Regions from separate parts of the Mus musculus genome. Here all the other regions are linked to region 4. A link is a contact called in public promoter capture Hi-C data. All regions are on one chromosome and are shown on one strand. Each heading gives the region's core, a stretch centred on a gene start, on an enhancer-like site or on the middle of the called end of the contact. The rest is flanking DNA. Distances are from core to core; before and after follow the strand shown.

Evidence for each region. Promoter capture Hi-C pulls out the DNA fragments that hold promoters and counts their contacts.
Region 1: a promoter capture Hi-C map of erythroid cells shows a contact between it and region 4, with 4 times the contacts expected there. The contact joins the promoter of Lactb here to the promoter of Spg21 in region 4. A contact is called at or near these places in 2 of 39 promoter capture datasets (erythroid cells and pre-B cells).
Region 2: a promoter capture Hi-C map of erythroid cells shows a contact between it and region 4, with 6 times the contacts expected there. The contact joins the promoter of Rps27l here to the promoter of Spg21 in region 4. A contact is called at or near these places in 2 of 39 promoter capture datasets (erythroid cells and pre-B cells).
Region 3: a contact with region 4 is called in a promoter capture Hi-C map of liver, with 5 times the contacts expected there. The contact joins the promoter of Aph1c here to the promoter of Spg21 in region 4. A contact is called at or near these places in 2 of 39 promoter capture datasets (liver and pre-B cells).
Region 5: a promoter capture Hi-C map of erythroid cells shows a contact between it and region 4, with 4 times the contacts expected there. The contact joins the promoter of Rab8b here to the promoter of Spg21 in region 4. A contact is called at or near these places in 2 of 39 promoter capture datasets (erythroid cells and pre-B cells) and 1 of 115 datasets of contacts at active chromatin or transcription factors (astrocytes).

The regions. Positions count from the first base shown.
Region 1 is chr9:66,971,179-66,977,155 of GRCm38.p6, reverse strand. It overlaps Lactb (lactamase, beta), which reads left to right and starts at 1,672. Exons shown (of 6, transcript NM_030717.1): 1 at 1,672-2,115; 2 at 2,372-2,438; 3 at 5,790-5,977. The coding sequence starts at 1,765.
Region 2 is chr9:66,943,863-66,949,437 of GRCm38.p6, reverse strand. Rps27l (ribosomal protein S27-like) reads right to left here and starts at 3,352. Exons shown (of 4, transcript NM_026467.5): 1 at 3,258-3,352; 2 at 2,499-2,607; 3 at 1,741-1,851; 4 at 1-109. The coding sequence starts at 3,263. The coding sequence ends at 81.
Region 3 is chr9:66,832,243-66,837,862 of GRCm38.p6, reverse strand. It overlaps Aph1c (aph1 homolog C, gamma secretase subunit), which reads left to right and starts at 3,157. Exons shown (of 6, transcript NM_026674.3): 1 at 3,157-3,377; 2 at 4,534-4,704. The coding sequence starts at 3,265.
Region 4 is chr9:65,457,377-65,462,856 of GRCm38.p6, reverse strand. It overlaps Spg21 (SPG21, maspardin), which reads right to left and starts at 1,920. Exons shown (of 9, transcript NM_138584.2): 1 at 1,703-1,920.
Region 5 is chr9:66,918,079-66,923,919 of GRCm38.p6, reverse strand. Rab8b (RAB8B, member RAS oncogene family) reads left to right here and starts at 4,215. Exons shown (of 8, transcript NM_173413.3): 1 at 4,215-4,410. The coding sequence starts at 4,287.

The DNA of each region.
Region 1 (5,977 bases), core at 423-2,922, 1.5 Mb before region 4:
CTGAGCCTTAACCGCTCAACTCCACGAACCTCACAGTGAATGCACGCCTGAAGACCTTGCTTGGAAAACAAGGATCTATTTCTCAGGGGCCACATTTTGGACAGGACCGACGGATGTGTGTGACAAAGCCAGACGCAGCTGGACACCAGACCGTACTCCATAGCTACGCAGGGCAGAGGAAGCGGAGCTCCATGGGATGTGGGCAGAGGTGATGGGGTAGGAGGAGAGAGCGAGCGGTGACAACTTGAGCTGATCAGGAGTGTGGACAGTCACAAGAAGCAGAAAGGGTTTTGGTCCACATGAATCCACCCATTTTGCTATTTGGCACTTATGACGTGAGGCTCCTACCCTCTGCCACAGACTGGGGGACAGGAGCTCTGTTTTCCAGTGGTGGTTGGAACAAACAGTAACTGCGTTTGGAAACTCTGATCTTTCTCAGGCAGGTATTTTGAAGAAAGATAGGGTCACTCTAGCAACGCAGCCTTGAGCTGTGAGAAACTGTGGAAGAGTTTCCTACTCAGGAAGAGAACTGAGAGTAGCCTGGCTAGAGTTTGCTTCAGAGAACAGGACTGGGTGTGGAAGGGCAGCTGTAGCGCCCAGTGGACCCTGGCCATGTAATAATACTAGCTGCAGCTGCATCCATCGCACCACTGGGAAGCTGATTCACCGCCCACGCCTCTGATCGTAGAACCCTTCAAACCCTCTGACAAGAGAGGAAGGCTGAGAAGGTACATTTCTGGGCCATCACCTGACAACTCTGTAGATTTAGACAAATCCCTTAGCCTCCCTTTACTCCAGTTTCCTCATGGAACTGATGTCAGACAACACAACCAATCTCCAGAGCAGTTACGATGATTAATGTTTGCTAGAATGATTGTCACTGGGCAGGAAGGCGAGTCAAGACATAAAATTCTCCTAAAAGAATGAAAAAAACCCACATCAGGTTTGCTTTTTCCCACTTTTGTGTGTGTGCATGTATATACATGCATATTAGCATTTGCCTGAGAACGTCCCAGACTATGTTGGAAACCATCTATAATTGCGCTTCTAACTTTGGATTGAGGCTGGGTTTCTCAATCCGTTACAGGTAGGCGCCATGCCCACTGGGCATTTTCACCCGGATACTGGGGATTTGAATTCCAGTCCTTGTGTTTGCATGGCAAGTGTTTTAACCACTGTGCATCTCAGTCAAACAAAGGGGCGAGTGTTGTTAACATAGGCATAAGGTGGCAAGAGGGTGTTGCTGTGACAGGAGACTTGTCTAAGGATATCATGTGTGTTGTGAGAGAGAAGAAGCATGGAAAAGGAGAGAGATGAGGAGGAGAAAAGGAAAAGAGAGGCTTGAGGGACAGGTAGAAACTAAAGTGGGAAGGAGAAAGAGGAGAGAATCAGAAATAAAGAGAGGGAAAGAGAAAAGAGGATAGAGGGAGGAATGTGGGATGCGAGAGAAAAAGAAAACAAGAGAGGGAGGTTAGAGCTAAAGGGAGAGAAGAGAGAGGAAAAGGAGAAGATAAAAGAAGGAAGAAAGATATGAAAAAGAGGGAGGGAAAAGAAAGCAAGAAAAGGAGGGGTGGAACCAAAGAGGATTAGTAGCCAGAAGGCTAGAAAGGAGACGAGGACCAGGCGCTCGATGCGCTCGTCGCTCACCCACCCGGCCTTGACTGAGAGGTACTGTAAAGCCCCGCCTCAGCCCCGCCCCCTCGTCCCGCCCGCCGCGGGCCAAGCCGGAGCAAGCTAGGAGGCAGCCGGCTCTGCGGAGGCAACATGTACCGGCTCCTGTCAAGCGTGACAGCTCGGGCTGCGGCCACCGCAGGCCCAGCCTGGGACGGAGGGCGGCGCGGGGCGCACAGGCGACCGGGCCTGCCTGTGCTGGGCCTTGGTTGGGCCGGCGGCCTGGGGCTCGGGCTGGGGCTGGCTCTCGGCGCGAAGCTGGTGGTCGGGCTGCGGGGCGCCGTCCCCATTCAGTCCCCCGCGGACCCCGAGGCGTCCGGCACTACCGAGTTATCGCACGAGCAGGCCCTGAGCCCGGGGAGCCCGCACACGCCTGCGCCGCCAGCAGCCAGGGGCTTCTCCAGAGCCATCGAGAGCAGCCGCGATCTGCTACACCGGATCAAGGTGCGGGCCCAGTGGGCGTCAGGGCGGCGGCTTCCGTTTTTCTGACTGCCTGGCCGCGGGCTGACGCTCTTAGGGCTGCTCAAGTAGCAGCTGAGGTCACCGGTCGCGGAGGGGCCCGCCCCTTCCCCTTTAGAGTCCTGTGCACTCCGACGGCCAGGGCAATCGGAGCAGAACCATTGCCCTCCTGGTGGGCGGGACCGCAGAGTGGGCGGAGTCAGTCTACTTTTGAACCACCAGGGTCTTTCTTTTCTCTTAGGATGAGGTTGGTGCCCCCGGCATCGTGGTTGGAGTTTCTGTAGATGGAAAAGAAGTCTGGTCAGAAGGTGAGTTCAGCAGGTAGCCCATTTTGTTATTGGTAAAATAAAATACTGATGTTTTACAGGTTGGAGTTGCAAAAAGTGGCACATTTGTAGAGACAATGTATCCCTAGAATAATCAGGCTGTTTTATTTATCACTGGAAAGTTTAAAATGTAACTAACTGGGCTAGGAGTATAGCTCAGTGGAAGCTCACTTGCTTAGCCTCCATGTGTGAGGGCAAAATAAAGTAAATAATTAAATTGTGTGACTCAAGTACGTGGATGTGTTCAAAATGCTGTTTCTTCTCCCAGTTTACTCTTAAGAATTGGTCTGAAAATGGAATGTAGAACAATCCATTAAATTACCACTATTACATATTAGATAACCCTTATTAGTAACTAAAATGTCAGTTTCTGCATATTTTTATTCTTTCATTCTGTAATTTTTTTATTCCCCACTTCTGTAAAAGGCACTATACCAAGTATTAAGAATACATGATATCCCTGGTCCTTAATGATTTACAGTTTATTATTACATTTACTAGACAGAGTGTTACCTGTTTTGTTTTTAACGACAAGCTTGAAGTGGTTTGGGATGGAGCTCAGTTGGTGCTTGCTTTTGGGTACAAGTTCTGGGTATAATCCCTTGCACCACATAAATCAAAGTGGTATGGACCCATGATCCCATTCCTCAGGACGTAGAAGCTGGAGGATCAGAAGCTTAAGGTCACATGATGTGTGTGAGGCCAGCCTGAGCATGTAGAGACCCTGGCATCCATCCCTCTCCAAGGTTAGAAGCTTTGAGAGAGCCATTTAAAAAAAAAAGAAAAAAGATTTATTTATTTCATTTATATGAGTACACCATAACTGTCTTCAGACACACCAGAAGAGGGTGCCAGATCCCATTACAGATGGTTGTGAGCCATCATGTGGTTGCTGGGAATTGAACTCAGGGCCTCACGAAGAGCAAGTAGCCAGTGCTCTTAACTGCTGAGCCATCTCTCCAGCCAGAGAGAACCATTTCTATTCTTTTTATGGTAAGTGCATCAAAGTACCATTTCTTTGATTATGACTTCTTATATTCATAACTTCTCCATTATGAACAAATTGCTCCAGTTCATTACTTGGGTTTTATTTATTTATTTATTTGCTTGCTTGTTTGTTTGTTTTGTTTTGTTTTGTTTTTCAAGACTGGGCTTCTCTGTGTAACAGACCTGGCTGTCCTGGAACTTATTTTGTAGAGCAGGCTGGCCTCAGACTCATAAGAGAGCTGCCTGCCTTTGCCTTCCCCAGTACTGGGATTGGAGACTTGAGCCACCACACCTAGCTCATCACCTAGGTTTTTAGTGAATGATATTTCAGGCATTATTTAAGGAAAGCAGTAGTTTCAGAAGATGTTGCTGAAAGTGGTAGGGTCTGGGAAAATTACACTTCACTTGAGTATATGTATATTTTAGTCAACATAGTTAGTTTATGAAAAAATTTAATATGCTGGGCATGGTAACACATGCCTATAACCCTAGCACTGAAGAGCTGAGGCCAACCTGGGGTACATAGTGGAAGATCCTGATCCAAAAAGCCTAACAGGGGCAGGGCTGGAGAGATGGCTCAGTGGGTAAGAACATTTGCTGCTCTTGCAGAGGGTCTGGGTTTGGTTCCTACATGGTGGTCACGACTATCTGTAGCTCCAGTTCCAGAGGGTCTGACACTCACTTCCAAGCCTCTATGGGCATGCGCATTATATGTATGATTGTTTGGCCTGCATGTATGCCTGTGTACCATGTGCATACTTGGTGCCCACAAAGGCCAAACTTTACAGCCTGAGGTCAATCCCAGGGACCAATACGGTGGAAGGAGAAAATCGACTTTTGCAAGTTGTCCTCTGATATCTATAGGTGCATGTAATACATACATACACACACACACATACACACACACATACACACACACATTGGGGGGATTGGGAAGAGGGAAAGAAGGAAAAAGAGAATAAAAATAATTTTAAAAAGAATTTAATAAATGCCAGCTTTCTAAATAGAAGTTTTATACAAATATTTTTACATTTATCATGTATTCTCTTCATACCTCAGCTTTTTATATTTCTTACATCTAAATGCATACTTTTATACTGTACAGAAGATGAAAACCAAACTTTTTTTCTAGAAGACGCTTTTAAAAATTAATATATTGTTTTTCCTCTGGTTGCAGCTGCATTGAGCAAGTGGTTAGGGAACTCGACATATTTTTGTATTCATTTTATTTGCTGGCTGTTTTAAAGAATTCAGCGAAGATGCTCAAAAACAGAAAACTACAATATGAGGAATTATGAAGAATGGTGATGTTTTCTTTAAGGAATGTAAATTATTTAAAGTGTAGACTAGCAAGCATGGTTATACGAATCTGGCTACAATATCTGTCACCCCAATTTTGATACCAAAGTCTATATTAGGGTTCTCTCAGAACTTATGGAATGAATCTCTCTCTGTTTATGTAGAAAGTGGATTTATAAGAATGGCTTCCAGGCTGTGGTTGGCTACTCCAACAATGGCAGGCTGTGAATGAAAAGTCTTAAGATTCCAGTATGTGTTCAGTCATCAAAGCTAGATGTCTCAGCTGGTCTTCATTAAATGTTGGAGTCCCAGGAAATAGGCTCTAATGGGAGTGAAGGATGGACTTACTCGCAAGCGGAGAGCAAGCAGGCAAAGAGCAGAAGTGTCCTTCTTCCATGTCCGTGTAAAGGCTTCCTGCAGAAGGCATAGCCCAGATTAGATCTGAATTAAAGATCTGGATTAAAGGTGTGTCTTCCTATCTCAAAGATCTGGATTAAAAGTAGGTCTTCCCACTTTACTTCAAAAAGCAGAAATCCCTAATGAGTATGCCTTCTATTTTGCATTTTAATTCCAGATGTGGTCAAGTTAACTACCAAGAATAACCATCACAATACTTGTAATCCCAAACTGAGTTCAAGGCCAACCTGGGCTATGTAAAAAGAAGTGTCATCATCATATTGTTAAGCTAATAGTATCTGAAAATATTGACTTAATAACCAGGTAAACTCTAGTTCAGCTATAAACACACTTACAATTGTCAGTATTGATAAGACTTTCATCCTAGCCGGGTGTGGTGGCACATGCCTTTAATCCCAGCACTTGGGAGGCAGAAGCAGGTGGATTTCTGAGTTCGAGGCCAGCCTGGTCTACAGAGTGGGTTCCAGGACAGCCAGGGCTACACAGAGAAACCCTGTCTGGACCCCCCCCCCCTCCAAAAAAAAAAAAGACTCTTATCCCAGCTAGTCCAGTGTCTTAAAAAGAAATACCTAGTGTATTTTAATTGATACAATTTCAGTGTCAGACTTTCTGCTTTTATTTCCTTTGAAGGTTTAGGCTATGCAGACGTGGAGAACCGCGTACCCTGTAAGCCAGAAACGGTCATGAGAATCGCAAGCATCAGCAAAAGCCTCACCATGGTGGCTCTGGCTAAACTGTGGGAAGCAGGGAAGCTGGATCTGGACCTTCCTGTGCAGCACTATGTTCCCGAGTTCCCAGAAAAAGAATACGAGGGTGAA
Region 2 (5,575 bases), core at 2,103-4,602, 1.5 Mb before region 4:
TAATTACATTGTCTTGGTAAAGTAACTGAAGTTGGTAAGGCTTTCTGTGAAAAACACAAATTCCGGAACTTCATAGCTCATTAGTGTTGCTTTCTTCTAAATGAACAGCCTGCAAAGGAATCAGAAGAGTGTATTAAACATCTTACTCTATCTTTGGTGTGATTTTAGTGGCAAAAAGTACTTTTAAATTAAAAAAAAAAGTCTTAGAAATCTTAGATTAGATGTAGGAATGTTAGATTTTAAATAGGAAACAAGTTTCCGAATATTATTATGACTAATATAAATTTGCTATAATAACCGTGTATGGGTTTATCCTGACATAAACACAATGGTTACTTGTTTTCAAATTATACCATGGAATCTATTTAAGACCACAAACCAAATTCAATCGTTCAAATTGTTTTAAAGATTCTTATTCTCCAATTCCTCAGTCCCTTTCATCTTCAGTCTCCCAAAAAAGTAACTTTGACTAGAGTTCTCAGATGTTAGCACTCTGCCATGAAGACTTTATTTGCTAGCATGTACATACAAGCTTCCAATGGCATGGCATGAAAATAAGTTCTCTGTGTAGCCCTGGCTGTCCTGAAATTCACTACATAGACCAGGCTGGCTTTGAACTCTGATCCACCTGCCTCTACCTTAAGCAATGGGATTAAAGGCCTGTGTCACCACACCCTTAACTCTTACATGTCTTATGTTGACTTTGGACTCTGCTCTTACCTAAAAATACCAAGTTGATCTTGGATTATTGCTAATTCACTTGTAACTCTTCCAGTGAAAACATGGAATTCACAGCTCTCTAAAACATAAGCAAATTTCTAGTACTATGGAGTTATAAATATGAACGTATTATAAAAAACGATATACACAATTATTTTATTTATAGTATTAAATGAAATCAAAATGTTAATTATATTTTCAAATTAAGAATGTTAATTTGATTTTTAAATTAAGCATTAAATAAGTTTTTTAAAAGTTATCCATGAAATAAAATATAGGGCATTTTAATTGATACAACTGAGGTATTTGATTCTTAACTGGCAACAATTTAAAAAACCTTTATGCACCAAATACATATAAAACAAAATATTAAAAAAAAATCTTATGGTTAATAAAAAAACCTGTGTTGTTGTGTAGGCAGTTATAGTTGCTTCCATTCTGACTTAATTTTATTTTAATCTAAGTTAAGCATGCAGGTGAATAAATCTGTAAGATTTTAAGTATTCTAAAGTTAGAAAAAAATAATGGCAGTATCATAAGTATAAAGTTAGCCACTTGAACTGGGGATTCTTTTTATCATTATATTTTTAAAAGTTTTATTGTTTTTAAATTTATTTTTATTTCATATGTATGGCATGTATGTCTATGTGCTGAATCCTGGGAACCAGAATTAGAGATAGTTGTGAGCTGTGGGTACAGGGAATTGAACTCAAGTCCTTTCAAAGAGGAGTCAGTGCTCTTAACCTTGGAGCCATCTCCCTAACCCCGAACTGGGGACTCTTTAAAGAGCCCACAATAAAACATTTAAAATCTCATTACCAGGTTTAAAAATGCCATACCAGCCAGGCAGTGGTGGCGCACACCTTTAATCCCAGCACTGGGGAGGCAGAGGCAGGCGGATTTCTGAGTTCGAGGCCAGCCTGGTCTACAGAGTGAGTTCCAGGACAGCCAGGGCTACACAGAGAAACCCTGTCTCTAAAAACCAAAAAAAAAAAAAAAAAAAAAAAAAAAAAGCCATACCTTCTGTGAGCCTGGCTTTTCCTCCTGTGGGCTGGCACAACACAGTTGAACAACCCACACAAAGAACCACAGTCTGTGCATGGCTGAAAACTGTAGTAATCTTGTAGCAACCTAGAAAGGGAAGGAAGGGGAACCATACATTAAAAACTTGAAAAGCAGATGAAAACACAGCCCCAGCTCTTCATTTTTCTTGATAGCATGTAAAGTACTTGTCATTTATATATTAAGTGATGTTTTAACAGAACTTAAGTTTAACAGAATTTCCTGTAAATTCTGTAAACAATAATTATTCTAGAAGTCACTTGTTTTTTTTAAGGTGAAACATTAAATTTAGTATTCCAGAACCGTTAACATTTCAGCATGTAACAGACATGTCATCTGTTTCAAGTTATAGCTTCAGTGTAGTGTTTTACTCTTAAATTCTGTTTCCATTTCCACATGTTAAGTACTAAACAGACACATATGGTATAGCAAACACATCAGACAGCAGTTTGAGAATGAAGAATCAACATATATTTTATTTGCATTGCAAAAAAGAAAATTCATCATCTTAATGATCATCTTAAGTTAAAGACTTAAGTCAACGTATCCTTTACCTGGCTCCCATATGTTTCTACAAAGGTTTGAGTATGTTTCTTTAAAATGACCCTTATGACAATTCTGTAATGTCATTTCTAGTCAACAGTGGATCCTGACTTATTAAAGTGTGAATCTTTCCTGAAACGTCCTTTAGGACAGGGAAATTTGAAATTTTATACCTGGACATTTCACATCCATGAAGTAAGAATTTGGGCTCTGAACCAGCCGTTTCTTCTTATGTTTTTTCTTCTCCTCCTCCAAGGAAGGGTGTAACAGATCTCTAGCCAGCTGTGGAAGGAAACATATTGTTACTACTGGAGTCACAGTACACGGGTGGCAGCCCGAATCACACGAGGAACGCAAAGCAGGAGCAACAGGCACACTCCGCAGAGGGGGTACTTAAGACCCTAACTTTTCAAGATAGGACCACTTTCACCCACACGTTGCCAGTCCTTTCCTGGCACTTTACAGCGCTCGGGCAGCATATGGGAGAGAGAACCCCTTTGTCGTTTGGCTGGGTAGCCATCAAAGCTAAGTAAAAACCAGCGTCTGGCTCGGGCCTCCCCGAAGCCGCAGCGCAGCAGATCAGAACAAGGCCGGGATGACCTCAGCCCCGGGGCTCCACATCCAATGGCCAGCACAGGGCTGCGGCATGCTCGCCCGGGGTGGAGTGAACGTGTCGGAAGCTGCGAGGCCCGTTAGTGACCCTGAAGCCCATGGTGAGCTGGGAGCTGCACCCCACGGGCTGGCCACTCACGCGAGCCCGGACAGGGCCCGCCACGCCATGCCGCGCCGTGTCGCCCGGACAAGTCTCAACAAGCCCGCCATGCCTCGGCCCGCAGGAGCAAGAGACGCCGCGGGCTTAGCCGCCTGCCGAGGCGCCAGACTAACAGAAAGCCTGAAGGAAAGCAAGCCCGAGCCCAAAGTCAAAAACTTACGGGCATGGTGACGGCTCCGCAAGCGCGGCCGCTCCAGGTCGCCGAGACGAACTGCTCGCTTTCGAGCGCCCCTCAGCAACTTCCGGGATAGAGGCGGCGGGGAGGAGTGGAGAGGAGTGGAGGCGGGGGCGACCGCTCTAGGCTCCCGTCTCAGTGGTACGGCTCCCGCCCTGACCGCCGGGCCAAGTCCAATGAGGGACATTTAAATGGCTTCTGCGTTAAACTCCGACTCCGCCCTGCACCCAGGCCGGGCTTCGGAGGCCCGGGCATTAGGCATTAGAGGGAAACCAGACCCGAGGCTGCAACTAGCCTGGTCTCCCCTGTTCATTGTGCGGGGCAGCGGACAGGGGGACACACGGAACAATAATCTTTGTTCTTCGCTGTATTACAAACACCATAGGCGAGCCTGGGAGGGGGCTGGCTCAGCGCTTAAGAGTGTGTGTTGGTTAAGACTGTGTACTGCTCCCGCAGACGATCTGGGTTTGGTTTTCAGAACCGAGCTGGGCGGTTCGAAACTGCCTCAAACTCAACTCCAGGGAGATCTGCAGGTCTTTTCTGATCTCTATGGCACTGCACTCCCTATGCGCGCGCGCGCACACACACACTCATAATTAAATTTAAAAATCTGATTTTGGGGTTGGAGGTGTAGCTCAGCTAATAGCATGCTTGCCTTGCCTTCATGAAGCCTTAGGTTAAATCCCTAACACCACTAAATAAATAATTTTTAACTAGAAAGATCCCACTGACGGGTTGTGAAACAAACTTCTAGTCTTGTGTCTGTGCCTTCTAAGGAGTGAGACTTGAAGTTCTGCACCGGATAGGCTTCACCTCCGGTTTGCTTTGCTCTGAAATAGTTTTTTAAACAAATCCCATTTGCTGCTGTGTTTGATATGCCTCTGTCTCAGAAAACGTGGTAGGTGGCACCTAAGAAAGAAACCTGATATTGACCCCCTGGCTTAAACACACACACATACACCATTTATAAGCTTGACCCTAAGACTGTCCTACCAATTTGGGGAAAAAAAAAAGATGTATAATACTCAATTTGCATAAAGCAGAAGAAAATTAAAACACCGCATTCCCTCATGGAGGAGTGCTCACCCAGTAAGTAAGAAACCCCGAGTTTGATTTCCAGCACTGGATACATCTAGGGGTATGGGGCACACTTATTATAATCCAGCACTTGGGGTTTAGGCAGGAGGGTTGGAAATTCAAGATCATCTTCAGCCATATGGGGCCATCTCTGGAACACCAAAAATGAATAAACTGTAAGTCAATACTAAATATGGTGATATAGATAACTATGTAAATTATTATGTGTGTACGGGGAAAATAATGGTCCTAGAAGTTCCAATGTCTCAATGTCCATGGTCTGTGGTTACTTGACGAGTACAGTTAAGGCTGCAGTCTGCATGAGATGCCTGCCCTAGTCTCTGCCATTTGAACACTTGAGACCCAGTTGGTGCGGTTTAGGCTTAGGAGGCTTAGGAGGTGTGGCCTCATTGCAGAAAATATGTCCCTAGAAGCCAGCTCTGAGGTGTTAAAAGAGTTACATTCCCAGTTTGCTCTCTGCCTCACGCTTGTCCTTTAAAATGTGACTCTCAGCTTGCTGCTCCCGTTGCCATGCCTACCTGGTGCCACACATCCGTGTTATGATGGTGATGGATTCTTACTGTTCTGGAACCATAAACCTAAATAAACCTTTCCATCTAGAAGTTGCCTTGGCCATGAAGTTTCTTCACCATAATAGGGTGGGGGTGGGGATGGCGGTGGGGGTTGGCGGTGTTTGTTTTGGTTTTGATTTTTGGAGATAGGGTCTTGCTATATAGCCTCAGATAGCCTCAAACTCCTGATTCTACTGCCTTAGTGTCCAGCATGCTGGGATGCAGGTGTGTGCTAACACCACAGCAGACATTGCTACTGACGTTGAAGATGGAGGAAGGAGACATCGAGTCAAGGAATGTGGGAGGTTGGTACAAGCAGCAAACCAAGGGAGTGAATCTCCATAAAGAATCTGCTCTTGGGCTGGTGAGATGGCTCAGTGGGTAAGAGCACCTGACTGCTCTTCCAGGCTGCTCTTCCGAAGGTCCGGAGTTCAAATCCCAGCAACCACATGGTGGCTCACAACCATCCGTAACAAGATCTGACTCCCTCTTCTGGAGTGTCTGAAGACAGCTACAGTGTACTTACATATAAAAAAATAAATCTTTAAAAAAAAAAAAAAAGAATCTGCTCTCCTCCACGCTGCTCAGTTTCAACCCAGTGAGATCTGGGTCAAACTTTCAAAACACAGAACTTTACCATTATGCATTTGTATT
Region 3 (5,620 bases), core at 1,908-4,407, 1.4 Mb before region 4:
TATGAGTACACTGTAGCTGTCTTCAGATACCCCAGAAGAGGGCATCAGATCCCATTACAGATGGTTGTGAGCCACCATGTGGCTGCTGGGAATTGAACTCAGGGCCTCTGGAAGAGCAGTCAGTGCTCTTAACCGCTGAGCCATCTCTCCAGCCCCAGCTGGAACTCTTAAGAGCGCTTGCTGTTCGTCCAGAAGACCAATGTTCAGTTCCTAGAACCCACATGAGGTGGCTCACAACTGTCTGTAACTGCAGTCCCATGAGGCCAGATGCCTTTGGCCCCTGTGGGCACCTGCCCTCATGTGCACATTCCCACACACAGACATACACACCTATACATAACTTAAAAAAAAAAAAATAGGCCTACTATGGTGGCACAGACATTTTATCCCAGTGCTAAGGAGGAAGAGTCCTTTATGAGTTCAAAGCCAGCTTGGTCTGTATAGTAAGTTCCAGGCCAGTCAGAGCTATGTAATGAGACCCTGTTTCAAACTAATAAATATAGAGTGGAATAAATGTACATGTGACTGTTTAAGGTGGCAAAGATGACAGCTTCTGTAAGAAATAGTTCTTATTTTTCAGACATGATAAACAAAATGCCTTAAACTAGTTCCCAGCTTTTTCTACCAGTGAGAAAGTGTCTTTTCTCAGTGTCTTTTTACTGAGGCTTTCCCAGAACCATTTGTGATGGGTGTATTAGTTATGTTTCTTATTGCTGTTGACAAGATACCTGACACGAAACAGTTTCAGGGATGAACGGTTTCTTTTGGCTTACAGTTGAGGAGCTTACACTTCATGAAGGTGGGAAAGGCATAGCAAGAAGAGGAGAGGCAGCTGGTCACATTGCATCTACAATCACAAAGCCAATGATGATCAGGAAATCAGACTGGGTTACAAAACCTCAAGCCCATCCCTAATGAACCACTTCTTCCATCAGTGCTCTACCTCCTGAAGAGTCAACAACCTTCCTGAACCGTGCCACCAATTGGGGTCCAAGTGTTCAAACTTGGCCAGAAGGAGACAGGTCAGATGCAGACTATAGCAATGGATATTCAGAATGTATAGGTGTGTCAGGCTTGGTCCTCAAGATAACTCATGAGGTAGTCTCACTTAACATGAATAAAGATGTATCTTAAATATGAATGGCCAGAGAACTTTATAATCTTTATTCTTAAGCTTCTTAGAAATTATGAAATTAATAGATTTCAGATGCTTCAATGCTTCATCTTCAAGATTATTCTATTCCTTACTTTAGTTTCTTCTAGGCACTGGGAAATAACAAAGTCTTTTCCCTCTGGAAGTTTACATTTAAACAGGAAGACAGATGCATCACTGAAATTGACTTGTGATTGAATGTATAGCAAAGCGATGTTACTATAAGAATGTCAAGCAAAACACAGCTCTCATTTCAAAATTGTTTATTCTGCAGCCAAATTTGAGTGATCTTGGCCTGGGGAACAGAGTATTGGGGTTGCCCCAAATACTGTTTTCCCACATGGAAATGAGTACATGAAGTTTTTACAGTTACAAAAGAAAGTAATAAATCAAGGCCCCTTTCAGATGCATTATTGGAAATATCAGGTAAGTGGGGCAGAGCAGAGCAGGGAAATCTCTGCTACAGGTGTCAGATGCTGCAATCCGATGACATTCTTAGCTTTGGGGTTTGTGGAGGCTAGTAGTAAATATGAAGGAAAAAACCTGTCACGTGATAGTCACAAGGGCATTAGAGCAGATGCAGAGGTGGGAATGAATAGCTGTTAAAGAGGCTAGATAGCCCAAGATATTGGCTCTGTATCTACAGCGTTTCAATTCTCCACAAACATGAATGTAATTAGTCAATATTAACCTTGTAGCATTCTTAACATAGCTGTGGTTGTTTGTCCTGAAATTTAAATTCAGATATGATTAGAGAATGCCTTTAAAATTTTTTAAGTTTTTGGAGATCAGGGCTGTTAGTGGCACAGAAACCAACTTGTCAGAACAACTCGTCAGTATTTCATTATTCCTTTTCCATAGGGGATGATTCACCTGGGTCATACCAGCCCAGTTGGATTTTTACATAGGATGGGAGCCCCACATTCCTGCAACCACGGACACAGAAAAAATACTTACTTTAAAGGAACCGTGCCCCTGTCCTGCTGTTTACTTCAATTGACCTTCAGCACAAAAGTGGCCTGGTAATCTCCCTTAGACCACCTTACAGTTGGCCAGCACCAGGGACAATGTGTACCCACAGGCAAGAGGGCTGGGGCACAGCTTTTAAGTCTTCAGTGAGCCACGCTTTGGAATAAGGACCTGCAGCGCTGGCAAGTCTGAGGCTTGGTGTAGCCCTTTGCCTCTCGGAGGTCTAGGCGCCCGCCCAGTTCGGCGGGCAACTTTCATTGCCCCAAGAAACCTAGAGAAGAAACCTTGAAGGACCCCTTTCCATTCTCAGCACCCCGAGTGCTCTGAAGAACTGCCCAGCCCTCAAGGCCCCGCCCCGCAGTCTGACGGCACGTGGAGTCCCAGGAGGCCGCGTTGCTGCCCAGCCTGCCCGCACACCGAATCCTTCCAGGCTGCACCTCCGCTCTGACCGCTTGTGAAGCCCCTCGAGGCCCTGTCCCCTGCGCTGTACGCACGCAGAGACACTAGAGGCCGCCCCGGTTCTGACAGCACGTGGAGCCCCTCGAGGAACCGCCTCTCTGACAGCTTCTCGATGCCGCTGCACAGGTTCTAACAGTACTCTGAGCCTCTCAAGAAATAGCTTCCCGAATCCTGCACCGCCATTCGCTCTCAGCGCCTGGAGCACCTCCTGGAACTACCTCCCGAGATCCGCCTGGACACCCCTCTGCGACTGACCGTTGTGCGATACAGGCTCTGTTTTTCGAGCTCCGCCCCCGCCCAGTCCTGCCTTGCTGTGGAGCAGCTCGAGGACCCGCCTCCTCGACTCCACCCCGCCCTCTGCAAAAACAAGCCGCGGAGCATCTCAAGGCACTTCATCTAGAGCGCCGCTCCGCCCTCTGCTCTGACTGGCTGTGTCCTGCACCGCCCCCAGGCTCTGATTGGCCAGAAACCGCCCCTAAGGCACCGCCTCTCGTACGTCCCGCCCTCCGCTCAAAAAAGCCTTGGAGCACCTCGAGGCCCCGCCTCCCGGGCTTTGCTCCGCCCCCTTCTCTGATCGAGCCCGGAGTACCTGGCAGGCCTGCCCCGCCCCGCATTCCGCTAAGAAATCGTCCCAGTCACCTCGGATCCACTCAGGTCCCCCGGGACTGGCTTCTGTGGGTACCATGACGCTGCCTGTGTTCTTCGGTTGCGCCTTCATCGCCTTCGGGCCCGCGTTCGCACTCTACCTCTTCACCATCGCCACCGACCCTTTGCGCGTCATTTTCCTCATCGCTGGGTGAGGTTGAGCCGAGTCCCGGACACCGCGGGTCCCTCCCTCTCCTGGGTTTCCACGACCCCGGGATCCCCATCTCCCAGTGGCTCCCAGCTTGTGGGACTGTCCAAGACTGGGGGGAGGGGGTTCAGGCTGAGCAGGCGAGTCCTGCGGGTCTTGGCTTCTGTGGAAGATGGGAATAAGTGGATACATTCGTGTATGGAGCCTTAGTCTTTCCGTAGGAATTTCTCATTTCACTCAGTGCTCAGCGGCATCGAAGAGCTGTTCTCACTCTCTGCCATTAAAGACACCTGGGGATCAGTTGTCCACCTCCTCAACCCCCGTTCTTGGACTCAGAATGCCTGTGAGGAATTTGGGCTCAGATTTTTCTTGTAGGCCCCTGGGTAATGGTTGGGGTGCAGCCAATGGTGAAAGCCTGAGAAAACCGCTGCAACACCTGACCAGTCTTGCTGAGAACTTGGTAAATATCTAACTCTGCTGGTGACTGCGGTCTTGATCCCTTTGCACCTGCTGAGACTGAGTTTCTGAGACTTGGCACCCAGGCAACTCACTGGCTAGCCAGGAACTCCAGCCTCTCTGCGTTCTTTTTTCCTGTAATAAATAGTGCTCCTTCGCTGTTGGCATTAAAAATCAATAGAGTCTGTTGAACGTCAAGCTTGCTGTGTCCTTAAAGTCCACAGGAAGGTTGTAAGAACCGGGCCTGGAAAACAACTAGACCACAGCATGGGTTTTCAACTTCTGAGTTTTCCATGGTGCACACAATAAATACAGGTGTAGGTGTTTGTTTTCCTTCAGAAAAGATACTTATCTTTACAGACAGCTAAGCCATTAAATTCACATTTTCTAGGATATGAAAATTGTAACAGCCACTGGTTATATGTTTCTATGGCACACCAATGAGGCAAAGCAGTAACCAACTTCCTCGTTGCCAGTCCTTGGCAGATAGTGTTCTGGTGTACACAGACAGGGTCACTGAATCGTCCTTGTTGAGGGCATCTGACGTTCCTCTTGGACTGTTTTTTCACTAGGAGGAAAATGGACCATTGATTAGCAAATGCTGATTCGGAATACCATGTGAAGGGGTTCTTTCCTAAAAAAGATCAAGATATTTGTTTCCTGTGCTTCTGTTAACTCGTGACTTTTGTCTTCTACGTTCCAGTGCTTTCTTCTGGTTGGTGTCTCTCCTGCTTTCGTCCATGTTTTGGTTCCTAGTGAGAGTCATTACTAACAACAGAGATGAATCAGTACAGAATTATCTGCTCATCTTCGGAGCGTTGCTCTCTGTCTGTATCCAAGAGCTGTTCAGGCTCGCATATTATAAGCTGTTAAAGTAAGTTAAATGTTTGTTTTATTTTCCCAGTTAGACTTGAATTATGATTTGGTGGTTGTTACATTTCTAGCCTGAAAATTGTATTTAAATTTATGACCTGGCTTGCCTGCCTGCCTGCCTGTCCGCCCGCCCGCCCTCCCACCCTCCTGCTCCCCTGCTCCCCTGCTCCCCTGCTCCCTTGCCTTTCCCTCCTTCTCCTTCCTCCCAAAAGTGTTTCTTGAGAATTTTCCCAGATACTTTGTCAGAACTGGAGGTGCAAAGGTAAAACAGAAGCTCTGGTGGTGCACACCTTAATCCCCAGAGGCAGGCAGAGATCTGTGAGTTTGAGGCCAGTCTGGTTTACAAAGTGAGTTCCTTGACATCCACAGAGTATAGTGAAGCCTCTCTTAAAAAAAAAAAAAAAAAAAAAAAAAAAAACAGAGAGTGGGAGAGACTGTCACGAGGACTGGCTTGTGTGTGTGTGTGTGTGTGTGTGTGTGTGTGAGATGAGCTTTCATTTGGGACTAGGATATGATCAGCTGAAGGACCCATGAGGACGTCACATGAAACCAGTAATTTGAGTCAGAGCTTGGACTTGGAGCCCTAGGTTCTTATGTTCTTTCAGGAAGTTATGAGTTTAGCCTTGCTTCTGTGGTAAGGTCAGTGGAGTAACAAATGTTTTCGTTCCTGCCACTCAGACTCTCCACGAAGTTCATAGATAAAACCTAAAGTAAGTCTCAGCAACACCCCCTGGGACAGGCTTCTGGTCATCTCCCTTCCTAACATGTTGTTATTCTGGATTTTTAAAAACATCTTGCTTTTAGCAGTAGATATTGAGTTCCCTTTTCATAATGAGGCAATTTAAGTTACAAATTGAAAACCAGGAAGCCATTTCTTAGTAGCAAAAAAAGCATAGCTTTGGAGTACCTGGCAAGAT
Region 4 (5,480 bases), core at 671-3,170:
AACTCACAAGCAGCTCAGTACTGACCACATTGTAACTAATCTTGATGCATAAGAGTTCCTACACAGCTGTGAGGACACTTTTGCAAGGACAGGTGATTCTAACACTTGTGCTGGTTGGGTGGTGAGGAAAGGTGAGACAGTTACCAAATGTTGCCAAATGTTGCGTAGGACCAGCTGACGGCTAGGAAGAAAAAAAAAAAAAAAAACCTGCTGCAAAGCTAAAGCAGCTGTGAAGGGTATGAAAAGGAAAGTTTGTTCTAGCTCTCTTTCATCCACTTAAGCCGGATGCTTTTCCAAGTCACAAGAGAAACATTCTTAAAAAAAAAAAAAAAAAAAAAAAAAAAAAAAAATCTGTGGCCCAGAAAGTTAGCTGAGACTGTGACCAAACTGGTCAGGATGAAAAGAAACATGGGCAGTGTGTTCAGGACAGATTTGCTTTCTCGTGACTCTGTTCTTTACAAAAAACAGAAGCACCTGTTCAGGCTGGTGAGGAAAGAGGCAGAGATAAGCTTTATCAAGGAAACCCCTCCTCCCGCTGGCCAGGATGCTAAGGCTCCCCAGCTCTTCTTGGACCTTGCGTTGCTGGACAGTAAGTTGGCTAGTTGTGAGAGAGCATGTACTTGGCCTTCAGAGTTTCAACAGAACCTGCAGTTCATAGCTGAGGAAATCGCCTCTACAAATGTTTAACACACGGTCAGTCACATATTGCTGGTCCTTTATCTCAATGTATAGGTGTCTTATATAGGGACAATCTGTGGTTGTTAATACAACCAATTAAAAAGGTTATTAGAACTAGAGAGCCTCTAGGTGACATAACTATGGTTCTCGGTGTTGGGGAACGCTCACCATGGGCTTTTACCACTGAACTACACCTAAGGCCCTGCGGCGGGCTGTTCACTACACATCTTCATCCTTCACCACACCTATATGTATTAAATAGCCATCTTTTTGGAGATTTCTTCAGGTAAGATTTATCCTTTCTCCAGGAACCTATCCACTTCTCTCTAAATATCATGAGAGGAGACGCTGCCCGCACATCTTTCTCTCTGACCACTCGTTTCAAGGTTCTGGTGTAAAATCTTTTTGAAAACTCATACACAGCTATTAGACGGCTTCCCAATGTGCAGAATCCTTGCAAAAAGAGAAGCTAGACCACTGCAGATGGAGACAAAACAACATCAGCCCCTAACTTCTAACTCCCTGGGAAAAGAAGAAAAAAGGGGGGGGGGGTTTCTCTCGCCCTGCTACACTCTTCATGACTCTTTCACAGGCCTCACACCTAGTCTGAGGTAGGATCTTTAAAACAACTCTACTCGCAGCCCTTAAAAGTTGACTGAAACCAAAATGCTCCTGAATTTCTGCCCCAGGATGGGTGGCTCAAGAAAATGAGGATGTCTGACTAAGGATTTTGGGCACCAATCGCCATAGGGGCCGCCCTGGGTTCCACCAGTTCAGAAACAACAACAATCCGCAATGAACCGAGGCTGAACCTTAGACAGACCCACAGGCACAATCGGACACACACAGGCGCCCGCGAGAGCGCACCACACGCACACACAGAGATATGGATCACGTGCATGGTCACAAGGACCTGCCCACTCGTGAACTCTGCTCGTAAGTCACGCATGCTCGATACACGCCCACCTACAACCCTACACGCACCACACACCCACACTCTTGCTTTCCAGGGCCTGCCCCTCACCTGCCGTGGCCGCTCCCGCGTCCCTTTCTTTCCAGCCTAGACGGATCTTCGCCCCGATTTGGGCGCAGAGGATGGAGTCGGCGGGGCGCGGACTGGACCGGCGGCCGCAGATCAGGAGCCCCGCGGGAGCAGCGGGCAGAGGGGGCGCGCGGCCGAGCAGCCAGAGGCCACCGCCTCCCAGCTTTGGTACTGCGAGCTCCCCGGGCGCGCCTCCCGCTTCCGGGTTCCGAGGAGGCGGGACCAGATGGCGAGGAAGGGGCGGGGCTCTGGTGGTTACTATGGCGACGGGGCTGGCAAGGGAGGCCCTGTTCTGAGATTTGCGGTGTCCTAGAGGCTGTGGAGGCTGGTGGTGGATAAGGGTCAGTTCTTGGTCACTTCTGACAGGAGCATGGAGGAGGAAGTGAAAAATCTAGGCTGTAGGCCCCGGGGATGTGCTTCTGACTTCGGTTTTTAGGCGTCTTCATGCTTTGGTGGGGAGACACTTTTGGTCCATAGCTTTGGTGAATAGGCCTTGACATAGTCTTTTTAAAACATTAGTATATATCAGTTCATTACAATGGCTTAATTAGGACATTTTGATACCTATATAAAGAATTTGGATCATCACCCTCCCTTAGTCTCTGCCTCCCATGTCCCATTCCCCTTCAGCCTCCCAACTGCATATGCTTTCTCAGCAAAATTGTTTTTACCTTTTGTATAGACGCTGTCCTCTGACCTCCTTTCAAAGCCTTGTCTCCTTTTATGGCTTTGTGCTGATGTTGAGGGGGTATACTCAGCGCTGGTTTGCCCTCTTCTGTCAGGCACAGTCTAGTCACTGTTCTTACGAGAGATGTGGCAGATGCCACAACACCTTTCAGTTAGCTTACAGCTTTGCTCTGAAATAATGCATAATAATATTGAGTGACCTGTCAATCTTGTTTGAAAATTTGTAAGGTTCCTAAAGCAAGATCCTAATGTTTTAGGGACTTTTAAAAATATTTTTTATTATTATTACTTTTAATCGTGTGTGTGTTTGTGGGAGAGAGAATATATGGTGCACATGAGTGTAGTTTATAAGGAGGGCAGAGGAGGATCCTAGAGCTGGCATTACAAGTGTTTGTGAGTTGCCTAACACGGGTGTAAAAGTAATATGTATTCTTAACCTCTGAGCAATCTCTCAGCCCCCACGTGTGTGTGTGTGTGTGTGCGTGTCCCTGTGCCTGTGCATGTACGTGTGCGTGTGTGTGTGTGCGTGTGCCTGTACGTGTGTGTGTGCGTGTGTGTGTGTGTGTGTGTACGTGTGTGTGTTGATGCCTGCTGAGGCCAGCTTTGGACCCCCTGGAGCTGGAACTGCAGATGATTAAGATGGATCAAGCCTGACTGGGTACTAGGAACTCAGCTTTGGTCCTCTGGAAGAGCAGTAAGTTTGTTAACCACCAAACCATCTCTCCAGGCCTAGAGAGCACAGACGAAAACAATGACTCAAAAAAACAAAAACAAAACCACAAAACAACCAAACACTGATCTATGGCTCAGGAGTCTTAGGTTCCAGTCTAGAACTTAGACAAACACCAGACACATTTTCCCCAATGCATAGTGATGTCTCGGCTCTCAAAAAGGTGAGGCAGAAGGATCTCAAATAGTGGTACTGTATCTCAAAGCTAACTGAATTGTTCAAAATTATAGCAAAAAGTGGTAGATACAGAATCTGAAAAGACCTTTAACCAGCTCTCAAAATTCAGAGCTCATCACCAAATACATGATAGATAGGCTTTGATATATATATGTGTGTGTGTGTGTGTGTGTGTGTGTGCATATTTTATTACAATGTGAGCAATCTAACAATGTTTTGTGTCTCTTAGAAAAGTCCCATAGGGTTATTTGAATCTTCAGTTGTTCCTCAACACATGGCAAGCACACTGTTTGTCCTTGACAGAATGTTTGACATCTGCGTGTCCAGCTGTCTCAGCACACAGCTGTTGGCAGCAGGTTTCTGAGCAAGGCAGGCCACAGCTTGGGTAGACTTGGTGGGCAGAGTGCTAAGAATTTGCAGCTGTCCTGTGTGGCATCCACTGGAAGTTCCCACAGCATCTAAGTACAGCATCAATGCCTGTATGAGGCTCTCCTCCGAAAGCTGGAATGTTCACAGAATATGCTGTGAATACCAAGTAACATAAACAAGGGACCAAATGGCTTGTGGATTTGTCCCAAACTTTAGGCATGTGGGGTGAAAGTGGGGAGTGTGTCTTAAGACAGAATCTTATTCTGTAAACCTCCCTGGCCTGGAATTCTATATAAAGACCAGGTATGACAGGTCCCAGACCTTAGCACTACTGGCTCCATGGTGGAAGTGTCATTTGGGCTCTAAAGCTCAGAATGTAGACAGTGCCACCTGCCAAAAATGGAAACCAAGACCTAATCCATCAAAGCCCATAGTCCCGGGAAAGTCTCTAAACGTTCTAACCTTGCTTTTTGGCTTTTGTAATTCTGCTTCTGGCTAACTGGTCTTGTTAACTGAAGTGTGTCAACCCAGGACATGTATTTTGTGCTTGAAAGTTCACTCTGAGGGCTGGAGAGATGGATCAGCAGGGTAAAACACGGACTATTCTTCCTGGGATTACAGGGGTGTACCATCACAATAGACTTGTTTCTTTTTGACAAAATACCATTTGTTTTAAATCACACAGAGCAATCATATATATATATATATATTCATGTCTGACAAAGATATACATCAAAGGGCTGAAGGGATGGCTCGGTGGTTAAGAGTTCTTGCTGCTCTTGCAGAGGACCTGAGTGGGATTCCCAGCACCCATATTAGGTAGCTCACAACCACCTACTTGTAACTCCAGTTCCTGGGGATCTAACTATCTTTTCTGGCTCTTACCAACACTTGTACATGCATACACACACACTTTTTTAAATTTTACTTATTTGGCTTTTCAAGACAGGGTTTCTCTGCATAACCCTAGCTGTCCTGGAACTCACTCTGTAGACCAGGCCAAGCTGGCCTCAAACTCAGAGATCTGCCCTCCTTTGCCTCCTGAGTGCTGGGATTAAAGGTATGCACCATTGTTTGCTGCAATTTTTAAAAGATATACGTGAAGTAATGTAATTGTTAGACTTGAGCAGAAATTGACGATTGAATGAATGATGAATTAAGTTTTAGCGTATGAGTTTATATGAAAATCTACTCATGAGGCTGGAGTTGGCACAGTGCTTAAGAGCACTGGCTGCTTTTGCAGAGGTCCTAGCTTCAACTTTTAGCATGTACATAGTGGCTCACAACCACCTGTAACTCCAGTTCCAGGGGATCCAATATCCTCTATTGGGCTCGTTGGCACTGCAAGCCTATGGTGCACATATATACACTAAGCCACACACATACACAAAATAAATTTTAAAAATCTATTCACATATTATTTGTGACTAGTATAATGAAAACAACTATATTCAGAACTATACTATACTCTAAATCCTTCCATAGCTGCCCACTGACTTCAAGTTGATATCTAATAAGAAGCTTTACTGAAGTTTGGCTCTCCCATAAGCTCTCTGTGGGTCCGATGTGCTATAATCATAGCAACTACACAAAGGGCCCTTCCCCTCCCTTATCTGGTGATATCTCAATGCATTAGGCCTTGGATCTAAAATGCCTCCCTTTATTGGGCCCATTTGAGTATTCCCAGAAACCAGGGATTTGTTAAGAAGTGACTGGAAAATATATTTAAAAAAAAAAAAAGACAATACTGTCTTGCAGTACCATCTTTTTGTTGTTTTGAGACAGGATCTCACTATG
Region 5 (5,841 bases), core at 2,966-5,465, 1.5 Mb before region 4:
TTGGAGAATGCATCCAAGGAGAGGGGGAATTCCCAGCATGGCCAATTTCTACTTTGTCTACAGGTCTCACTCCACATTTAGTTTCTCTTAAGAAAACATTTCTCAAAGTCAAGTGTCATGGATCGACACATCAACATTCTTAGGCTAGGGAGATGGCCGAGTGGATAAAACACAGGGCACGTGAGCGTGAAAGGCTCTATAGCGTCTGGATCTCCAGAGCCCACACGAAGCGGGATGCAGTATCAGTCATGTAATCCCAGTGTTCACTTATGACCAAGTGGGGACGTGAGAATCCCTAGAAGCTCACCTGTCAGTTCATCTGGAATATGCAGAGGTGAACAAGAAGAGACCCTGCCACAAACAAGATGGAAGACAAGGACTGTTACCCGAGGTTGTCCTCCGATCTCCACATGTATACTGTGGCACGCAGTGCCCCCAACATACACACAAATGTGTGCATACACATACACGATGTGCATGCACACACATTTCAAAACAAATTCTTGACTTAGGCTGACATTTTGCATAGAAGATACAGTGTCTCTCAAGAATGCCATAGTTGTTTTTGGTGGGGAGGCCTTGCTATCCAGAGAATAACTACTACAGGAGATAGTAATACCTTCAAATGTATAAAACATGGCAATCTTGCTTACTATTATGAGCAAAGGCAACCAGCCAGGAACAAGAGAATACAAAAAACAAACTCAAGCTCTGTCAAAACCATCCTCAAACACCAGATCCCTTTTCAGTATTGGGATTATACCATGATTCAGTCACCAGTAAGGAAAGAATAGCTTTTTAAGGTCAGGAAGAGAGATTGTTCAGGTCATGAAATACACACAGGGCAAACTCCTGAGATGTCTCTGTTCAGTTTTCATCTACAATATCTACAGTACAGAAAGCTGTAGTCAACATTTTCTTAATCAAGTTGAGCGTGCTGGTCAATGCTCTCTATAGAGATGGATTGAGCGAATGGCAAGAAGCATGGGTCTGACTGTCTTCCTTGAATCATTGTGATGTGACATTTTAGAAGAGTCTCATCCAGTTGAAAAATGATGTCAACAAAGAATCTGTCACCTGTTGCCCCCACTCTACAAACATATTCACAATCAAACCTTTGAGCAAATGGCTTGCATCAGTGCTACCCATTTACTATCACTGTGAATTTTGTCTTTAATACACCAGTGTATAAAATCTGAGAATTAATAATGCATAATGAAAAGAAAATCTGATTTTTAAAAAAAGTCAAACAAAATGCTTGAATAGTTCACCTTGGTATACAAATGTAGGATTAGAAAGTCCCAATATTATACATAGGTGGTAGTATAAAAATACTGAGGAACTGAAAATATGACAGAATTTTTTTTTTTAAATCCCATTAATTAACAAAATTCCCCTAAGGAAATCTAGGGACTTTAAATTTCCTAACTTGCATTTCTCTTCTGAACTTAGTTATTTACTATATAAATATGTCCCTTTTCACACACACACACAAACTGCCAATAGTTGAAATAGTAGGACCGAAAGTTATTTCCTTAAAAAAACTTTTTTATGTATGGGTGTTTTGGCTATATGTGTACCACATGTGGTACCTGTCTGTGTACCATGCCACATGTGTGCAGTGCCCAAAGGGGCCATAAGAGGGCATCAGGTCTCTTGGGACTGGAGGTCTCTTGGTGGTTGTGAGCCATCACATGGTTGCTGAGAACCCAACCAGAGTCCTCTTAAAGCAGTCAGTGAAACTTAGCATTAACCATTGAGCCATCTCTCCAGCATTCCTCCCACCAAAGTATATCAATAGATAAAAATCCTTAAAAAGAAGAGGGCCAATGAGGTGACTGAACACACAAATCTGATGACCAGAGTTTGATCCCCCAAATCTATGTAAACATGAAAGGAAAGAACAACCTCACAATATTTTCCTGATCTCTAAACATATGCCATGACACAAACCCTGCCCCCATTACATACATATACACAATAAAGATAAAAAATGATTTAAATTTAAAAATAAAGTTAGGAAAACTCCAATGGACTTTGAAGACTTCTTTCCTTCTGTTCAATGAATGAGGACCAAGGAATGGACCTGAGCCATGGACCATTCAGACCCTGGTGAAGCCCTACTCAGAGGCATGCTTCAGAATTTGGCTTGGGCAAAGAAGCTTGATTGATGCCAGAAGGCAGGGATCCCTTCTCCAAAGGGAACTTAGTCCTTCCTCAGAACCATGACTTTGAAGGCAGCTTTGACCTAAGGCATACTCTAGACATTAGATATTAAGTTGGCAAAAGTAGCTGCTGCCCTCTGGGCATTGTGTGATCAATAAGTATGAGCTAATGATACCTTTCATCTTCTCTCTACACTGGAAGTGATGGTCAATATTAGGAACAACTAAATTTTCTGCTACAATAGGACCAGACATGCAACATTGCTGATATTGTACATGAAGTCACAGGCATTGTTGAATCTTAGAAGAATTTGTCAATGTGTTCAATTAACTGTCCAGTTTTTTTATTATTATTCTAATGATTAACTCCACTGCTTCCTGTAACAACCTCTGCTAGAAGGTATTTCCTTGTCTCTAAGGTAAGTTTTGTCCTAGAGGGTTTTAGATAGTTTGTTGTCAGGCAGGGCCCCTTTAATACTCTTAAAAATGGAGGCATCCAAAAGAATTTTTGTTGGTGTGTGTGTATGTTAGGACAGTTGGTATTTAACATATTTTAAATTAAAACTGAAAAAGAAGCAGAGATGAGACAGAGACTTCTGACAAGATAAAGCTCCTGGTCCCCCTTAGCCACTCCTTCCTCATGATCTGGATAGTAAACCCTTGTCTCACAGGGGCTTGATCTGGCTGGGTTTCTGCCACTTGCAGATAAAAGAGCACTGAACAATAAAGAATTAGTCTAGGGTAATAAATAATGAAGGCTTGAATTGAATACATCAAAGTGCTATTTCCTCCCTTCCTTTTGCCACCCATTAATTGAAAGCCTCCTGAGGAGTGATAAATTTAAACGCAACTAACACCTACACTTCACAGCACCTTACCAAGTTTCAAAGTGCTTTCACACTCAGTATTTAATTTTCACTACAACCTATGAAGTAGTTTGTTTTTCATTCGTCTTTACAGATGAGAAAACTGAGACGTGTCAAGCCTGTGAGACTTCACACAGCTGTGAAGTGGCTTAGCAAAGACTAAATCCAAATCTAAATCTCTACATCTTCTATGGCCAAAGTTCCCGTCACCTGTCTCAGGTGGCGCTATTTTATAAGCTGTTCGTAGCACAAGCCTTCCCACATCTTTCTTCTCTTCTCTTCTCTTCTCTTCTCTTCTCTTCTCTTCTCTTCTCTTATCTTATCTTCTCTTCTCTTCTCTTCTCTTCTCCCTCTCTCCCCTCTCTCCCCTCTCCTCTCTTTCTTTCTTTCTTTCTCTCTCTCTCTCTCTCTCTCTCTCTCTCTCTCTCTCTCTCTCTCCCTCCCTCCCTCCCTCCCTCCCTCCCTCCCTCCCTCCCTCTCTCTCTCTCTCTCTCTCTCTTTCTTTCTTTCTTTCTCAAGAATTCATCCTCCCGCGGTGCGCGAGGCGGTATCTATGAAGCAGAGCCTCTAAAATGATCATCGCATTTGGCTGTGGCCTGTAGTTCAGAAGGCACAAGTGGGAATGAAATTAGCCCGCTAACATCACTCCTTGAGCTCTATAATTGAAGGGCTGTGGAAGGGGGCCTAGGAAATGGGCGGGAACGGGAGAGGCTGGGTAATACTCTGCAGCTAATTCACAGACTTCGTGAACCTTTGCATCTCCAAAGAAAGCTTGCCGAGCTCCGGGTTCAGGCAAGTAGATGAGCGAACTGCAGGACTTAGATTCCGAGGTCTTGGATTTGAAAGATGCCCATAAACAAAGAAACAACAAAGTCAAGTTCCCTTGGCAAAAGAAGAGGAGTTTGAAACGAAGCGTCTTTTCCCTGTAAGGATGGAAAGTCTTAACACACCACCCTACATCACTCAGATTTGTTATCCAGGGAGGTTGTTCGGACAGTTTGGGCGAGGCACGCCCGCGGCTCTCCCAGAGTACTACAAATCCCATAAAGCCTCGCGGGGCGGAGGGTGATGACAAGGCGCGGGCAGATTGGCTGGGACGGGGAGGAGCGAGCCTGTCGCCTCAAGAGGGTGGGGCGAGAGGCGGGGCGGGGCGCGGGTGGCTTGGCAGACACGCCCCCTCGCCAGAGGCCCCCCCTCCGCGCTGCTTTCCACCGCCTCCTTGCTCTTGGCGGTCAGAGAGGGCCGGAGTGAGAAGATGGCGAAGACGTACGATTATCTGTTCAAGCTGCTGCTCATCGGCGACTCCGGCGTTGGCAAGACCTGCCTCCTGTTCCGCTTCTCAGAGGACGCCTTCAACACCACCTTTATCTCCACCATCGGTGAGGGAGCGGCCGCGGCCCGGGACGGGAGCTGAGACGAGGGGGGCGGGTGCCTGGGGGCCTGGGAGAGGGCACGCGAGGGCTTGGCGACCGGAGAAGGGGACCCCGAAGGGCCGCGGAGAGGGCAGTGAGAGCCGGAGAGGCTGAAAGGGACGGATGGGGATGCGGAACTGCGGACGGACGAAAGGGAACCGGAGCAATCGGAAACCAGGGGTGTTGGGGACACGAGGGGGCTCCGGGGCGGCGGCGGCAGCGGCGTCCCAGAGGGACGGAGTCGGGGGAACACAGGAAATCGTACGGAAAGAGAAGGAGGGGAGGGAGAGTGAATACGAACGTGGGTTAGAAAGACAGGAAAGAGGAAGGAAATGTGAAGAGGGAAATGAAGGTTTGAGGACTCAAAGAGGGGCTTCAAATGAAGTAAAGGGGCAGAGGACACCAGGGACAAGAGAAGTGAGACTAGGAGGCGGTCAACAGGGAATTGAGGGGAATGACTGACTGAATGATCAGGAGGCAAGCGATAAAACGACATTGACTCTAAAGGTGTGAACAGAGATGCCAAGAGAAAATGCAGAAGATTGTAGGTGGGAGAAGGACTCAGGAGGACCCGAGGGCGACTTGAGGCTACTTGGTGGAGAAAGTGAAGGCGAGCTGAGTGTTAACTAGAAAGGAGAAGGGGAAGCAGGGGATGCAGTGCAGGGGTTGAGAGATCAGAGAGGAAATGGAAAACGCGGGGCTCAGGACTTTCCCTAGTAACTGGGAACGCTGGTTTCCATTTTCTCTTGACATCTTTGAATCGAGATTTAAAAAGTGACTAATGATGGAGTAATGTCTACGGGGTGTTAAAAATCTTTTGAGTGTTTATAGGAATTAAAGGGGCTGGGGACTTTGGGAGATGATGTGGTTAGAAGAAATTTATTGTTCACCGCCTTATTCCGTGTCTTGGGAAGCAGCAGTAAGTTTCTCAACTTTGTAAATTCTTGAGCTCGTGTAGTTGGTAACATCCAAGCCAAGTGATTGACTGTACATTCCGCCTGCCTCCCTGTGTAGTTTCCTTTGATTCTAATTACTTTGTAGGTGAATCATAACATACTGTATATTTCCCAATTACTTCTAATTGACTCAAGAAAAAAATTTCTCACTCTTCACTGGGAGCTGCTCTTGTATCTTCAGTAAAAGACATTGTGTGCAGGTAAACAGGATCTTTAAGTTGTAAACTGAAGAACACATCAAAACTGCTTTTAAACCTTCAGTAGGATGACCTTAACATTATTTCCTTTGTTAAATAGCTGCAGTCCAGTGGCCCACTCACTCATCAGCTTTTTGGTTGTCTGGCCTCTAATACTAGCTTATTTAAAGCATTTTTCAAATGGCTTTCCAGGTGATCCACAAGTAATGGGGAACTAGTGTGTTGACAATAAGTATGTCAAAGGG